Linked DNA regions of Hordeum vulgare: region 2 is linked to region 1. Evidence: chromatin contacts called from public Hi-C data. All regions are on one chromosome and are shown on one strand. Each heading gives the region's core, a stretch centred on a gene start, on an enhancer-like site or on the middle of the called end of the contact. The rest is flanking DNA. Distances are from core to core; before and after follow the strand shown.

Evidence for each region. A called contact is a pair of places that touch in the nucleus more often than the background predicts.
Region 2: a Hi-C map of leaf shows a contact between it and region 1, with 4 times the contacts expected there. The contact joins the promoter of LOC123448113 here to the promoter of LOC123448111 in region 1. A contact is called at or near these places in 4 of 6 Hi-C or Micro-C datasets (leaf and seedling).

What each region holds. Positions count from the first base shown.
Region 1 is chr4H:126,205,711-126,208,608 of MorexV3_pseudomolecules_assembly, reverse strand. It overlaps LOC123448111 (ethanolamine-phosphate cytidylyltransferase-like), which reads right to left and starts at 1,376. Exons shown (of 9, transcript XM_045124884.1): 1 at 815-1,376. The coding sequence starts at 1,140.
Region 2 is chr4H:126,739,109-126,742,006 of MorexV3_pseudomolecules_assembly, reverse strand. It overlaps LOC123448113 (bifunctional bis(5'-adenosyl)-triphosphatase/adenylylsulfatase FHIT), which reads left to right and starts at 1,546. Exons shown (of 4, transcript XM_045124888.1): 1 at 1,546-1,856. The coding sequence starts at 1,743.

The sequences.
Region 1 (2,898 bases), core at 127-2,626:
CCATCATAAGCGCAATTGCGAACAAAAAAGCTACTGGGATAGCAAATTTTCTAAAATGTATTAATGTCGTTTGAGCAAACTTGATTTGTTACTACCAATCAGCCAAGCAGAGCACACAGCAGGCATACCACATTGACCATATAAAATGAAATGCACAGACTCACCAAGTGGTTAGTGACTCCAGCATTAGCGAACATTTCCAGGGCTATCTACTGCTTGGGCCGATTAGCCCATCCCAGATCCAGACAAGCTATCTACTGACCAAAAACACACTTAACTTCAGAACTAGTAATACTATAGCCCGATTCAAATCATTCATGCAACACAACAGTACAACTAGCTAACCATAACTTAGAGCCACTTTTTTCATTGTTACTAATCAACAAACGAAACAATTCTAACATTCGAGCTACTGCTATGTTTTAAATCCATACAAGTTTGAGAACGCCAAACAGTCCGTCCTGCCCACAAAACATCACCTTAGAATTCAAGCTAAAAAGAAAACTTTGATGCAAGTATGCAACTGGTCCGCACGGTAGCAACTCGGCAAACACATTAATTCACATAATGACACTAAAAGTTTGCCCTGAATCCTAACAACGAACGACAGCCACAAGTGTTCCCCAGCAGTTTGCATTGTAAGAATATAATTAGAGCGAGTCCCACAACATGACAACAAGCATCAACCAGAGGGGAAAATATTGTCGTGGTTATGTTCTCATTGGAACAAAATGTTGGCTGTAGCACAAAACTTAGCGGCGATCTTACACATGGCGCAAGCAAACACTAGAATTACGAAGGGATGCGGGATGACCTCTCGTGGAGCGGCGTGACGGGGGGTCCCTTGTTGGCGGTGATCTCGTCGTCGCTGACGACGCCGACGACGAGCTCGTCCCCGAGCGCCCGTGCCTGGCGCAGCGCGTTGCAGTGACCGTAGTGCATCATGTCGAAGCAGCCGTCCATGTAGACCCGCACGGGGCGGCAGCGGCGGCGGAAGCGCCGCCGGAGGGCCTCGACCGGTGGCAGACTCGGGGCCGCGGGGCCAGCGCCGAGGTGCAGCGCGACCACCGAGGCGCCCAGCACGATCCCGCCGATCACGCACGCCGCCACCGTCCGCGCGCTGCTACTAGCCGAATCCATGGGTAAAGCAATGGACTCACGGACCCAGAGGAGTCAGCGGGGCTGGGGGGGAGTGGTCAGAGGCGTGTGTTTGGTCTCGCGAGCGCGCGAGGTGCGGCGGGATCTAGCCTAGGGTTAGGGATGCGGGCGGGCGGCTGGAGGGGCCTTCGCCATGGGAGATGGGTGGGAGGTCTCGGAGACGGACGGAGCTGTGGTCCGGTTCACAGGCTAGCTAGCTCCGTGTCTGTGACCGTAGCGGGAGTCCGCTCGCCTGTTTGACTCAATGCCATACGGGACCAACGCGTCAGTGCTGCCCACACGTGTCACTGATATTTTGCGGACTAAAAAGGCAGCTACAACCGGAGAACGGACGTTTGGAGACTGAGCTCCATAAAGGCCAAAAAAAATAGAATTTTTTTTTTAACTTTTCGTTTTAAAAATTTTTATAAAAAATCTGCAAATGAAGAAGAATGTTACGTGTATATGTAAAGTTTTAGGATGAAATACCTTGAAATACGATCTACACAAAAAAGACAAATTCATGTCATGAAACGATGAATAGTATTTAAAAAGCTTCAGATTTGTCTTCTTCGTACAAACCTCATTTCAACGTATTTTTTTCTAAAAATTTACACACATGTGTATTGGGCCCTCACTTATTTTTGTTTTCTTTAGAACTTTTTGAATGTAAAAATATAAATTTAATGAAATTTGAATTTCAAATTTAAAAGCCTCCATGAAGGCCGAGCTCCAAAAGCAATTTCCGCTACAACCGGACCTAGCAAATTCCGTCTCCCAAACGACCGTGGATGCACTGGACTTGTAGGCGGATAATGACGTGTCGACGTTTAAATATTGGATTTGCAACGTAAAACCTAATCTAAATCATCGTTGGCGCTCGTCTAGTTCCATTGTCATGTCCATGTCCGACGGCCGGTTGAGCCCCTCGGAGTGAAGGTGCGGTCTCCAACGAGTTAGAGTAGCACATGGAGCATGGACCGAGTGTCAGGACTCGAGGCGCCATCGTCTCCCATGTCTTGGGTTGGTTGTAATGGGTGGTATCATATATTAGTATCATGTATATGATATTAGCCTATGATACTAAATCTGTAATGCATGGTATCATAAGGGTAGTATCATAAACAACAACATTTATTGTAATATGGGATCTATAGTGACATTAGCATTGTAGCTCATTTGTGGCATTGTCTCCATGCAAATTAGGCTTGTTGGTACACGCATGCATAGATGCATGATGATTTTTTTTTAATAGATCCATACATAAAGCACCAATATATAAATCACTAAAATATATAAACATATATATTGCATTACATGAATGAACACATGAACATAATCTATCGTGACCCAAACTTTTTCCAAATATGCTCGACCAAGTCATCCTTTAGTTTTTTGTGTGTTGGGCAATAACGGATTCTAGCATCTCTTTCTAGTACGTCGGCAAATGTTGGCATGGCACCATGATCAAAGACCGATGGAAAAACTATCGATGTGCATGCTTCTTCGTTTGGATCAAAAATATTGCCCGCCTCCTCTTTTTCATCCTCGGCTATCATGTTGTGCATGATGATGCAAGCCGTCATAACATTCTTGATATCGCCCCGAGCATATAAACGGACGGGGTGATGTAAAATAGACCATCGACTTTGCAACACATCAAATGCACGTTCCACATCCTTCCTAACCCCTTCTTGGTGCTTAGCAAAGAAGTTGTGCTTTTCTATCTGAGCCATCGGTATTGACTTGATGAATGCGGCA
Region 2 (2,898 bases), core at 297-2,796, 530 kb before region 1:
AGGATAATATCCCCAACACAAAGCACTTCTAGTTTTATTCCCGCCAAATAGTTGCATACTTGTTCTAGGTAAAGTAAGCATTAGTATGCGTAGAGTTGTATCGATGGTAATAATTCTACCTTTAGTTCCTCGTTAGATTCGACACTCTTACTTATCAAAAAGGCTACAAACGATCCTCTACATTTGTGGGTTATCAATAGCGTCGACGGGGTAGGGGGACAACCTTTGTTTTTGCGACTCGGGGGGGCGCAATTTACTAGGGGCGTATAAGGTGTCTCTTCGGTCCATTTTTTCGGCGCAAAATTGTAAACTGACGGTTATTTTGTAGTTCAACGCAATATAAGGGGTTTGCTACAGATGTTCTTATCCCTCGCGTCAACACATGTAGTTGTAATTGTGATTTCATTTGTATGACTAAATGACCGATAAAAGCTAAAAGAGCTTAAATATAGCAAATGAGCCCTGAAATGTGCTAGAAAATCAAACCTAGCGTACAATGGTGATTGCCCGTCGTGGGAGTAATTTCAAGGCGAAGCGATGAAGTCACCGTCGATTGGAGTTCGAATTGCCATGTCTCCTTTCGAAAACTATGATTCTTCTTGTGAGATGCTCTGGTTTTCAAGGAGCGGTCATCACACATGTGCCAAACTTTACCAAAAAATTATACGGTGTCTTGAGATCACGCCACGGTGAATCACCGACTTCTGTGATTTGGGGAGTCCATTTGCATTTCTTGCAATTAGTGCACCAACAAGCACTACGCTGGTGCGCGCATCTCGTAACCGAAACGTTTGAAAATTCTTTCAATACCTTGTGCAATGAATGAAAACACGCAAAATGACACATAAATGATTTTATAGAGCATTCTTTACCAACATCCACATGTAGCTATAGTTGATATTTGATTTATATGCACTAAATGCATAACAAATACAAAAAAAACTTAAAAATAGCAAACGAGTCCCGAAATGCATGAGAAAATTAATACTAGGGTATAATGATGATTGTGTATCGTGAAAAAAAATTCAAGGCGAAATGGTGAGATCATGTCTTCATTTCAAACAAATTTATGGTTTTTGTGCACACAGATTCATAGATGCAATCGTTTGCACATGCTTTCCGCGGGGCGACCGATGTTCTCTTTTTACCCTTTTTACTGAAGCTGCCAACACCCCCATTGTCCGCCCCCGTTTCACTCAACAGTCTCATATTATATCCAAAATCCATCATCAGCTCTCCTCACCCCCAGATCCACACCAGAATCCTTTTCGACGTCGTCATGCTGAACCCAACCGTATACCCTCTCTCCGGCGTCAATCCTACCTTCACTGTCGTTCCGAACAAACGGTTGCCCGCGCCTTACCGTCTTCATTTGCTGGCCAGCCGCCCTCAAACATATCAATCATGTTGTGTGTGAGCTTATGCGTTTCTGCAAATTAATTTTATACGATCCCGCAATTAAAAAATCAGGAACATATAGATACGGGGTCTGTTAGAGACGCTGTTAACGGGACCAGGAGGGACGGGTCCGACCGCTAGTGATTTCTGCACGAAATCAGTCGGTCGACGCTTTCGGGTTGGGGGACGAACTTCACAAAAAGCTGTCTCCAAGTCGCTGTTTTCGCTATCTGCAGGCAGCTTGAGCTCTCCGCCCTCTCCCCAGTCGCCCCGCCGCCGCGGCCTCCTTGCTGCCTGCGTCCGCTTTCGTCCTCCGTCTCCTCCTCGTCTTCCCCGCTCCGAGGATGGAGGAGCCGCCGCGGTACAAGTTCGGGCCGTATAAGATCGACGCGAGGGAGGTCTTCCACGCCACGCCCCTCTCGTACGCCATGGTCAACCTCCGCCCCCTCCTCCCTGGTAATCTCGGCGCCTTCTTCGCCCCTTTCCCCTGCCTCGCCTCTTGTGAGCATGCGACACATTCTTAGAAAATTTAATGCCAGTCTGCGGCTCCTGACCTAGAATCACGGTAGGTATATATCTCGATGATGAATCGCATGTGGGCATGCGACACATGCTTAGAAAAATTAGCCCGCCCTTGCGGATGCAGCTGATGACACATAAGATTTGTTTAGACCAGATGATAGATAAGAAATTCACTCTTCAGACCATTATGGAAATAATTTAAACACACTGGACCGTGTTAACTATTGATAGACAGATTAGATCCCAATTTCGTTTATTTCGGGAAGTTATGCCCAGCTTCGAGAATGGAGATCTTCTGCTGTGCTTTAGCTTCAACGTTAACCTGGGAGAAATAAGTAGGCGAACGGGTTTCATTCTTTTATTTGCCAGCTTCAACGTTAACCTGGGAGAAATATGTCTAAGTACTACTCTGCAGTCAAGCTTTTTTATTTGCTTAAGAGAATGCCATGCTTCCCTCCCACACTTCATTTGCCAAAAGACAAGGAAAAACACCATCGAGCTGGAGTGGCTTGTTTTGTTTTATCCGTACATGGTTCCTAGACCCCATCTTCTTGATCCTGCAATGCATGATTTCCTTTATAGTTCTTAGCTACCCATTTATGCCATCCTATGTACTCCCTCTGTCCCGAAATGCAAGACATTTTTTGATACTATGGTAGTATAAAAACACGTCTTACATTTCGGGGCGGAGGGAGTAGTTCTTAGACATATAAGCCGTTTAAATTATCTGTTTGAACAAATCACCATGTTCATGAACGGTCGATTTATTTTTGTTTCCATTTTCTACAACAGCTATTTGTAATTTTAGATTTGTATCTTTTGTACTTCTGGCTGCTATTTTGTATTTACCTATGTCAATCTTACTCTGCAGGTCATATCCTTTGATTTGGCAAAGACGATATTTAGACTTTATGAGAATGCTAATGAGGACATGCCTGGATGGGGTCTCCTCGTTTTGTCATACCATCAATAACTTTG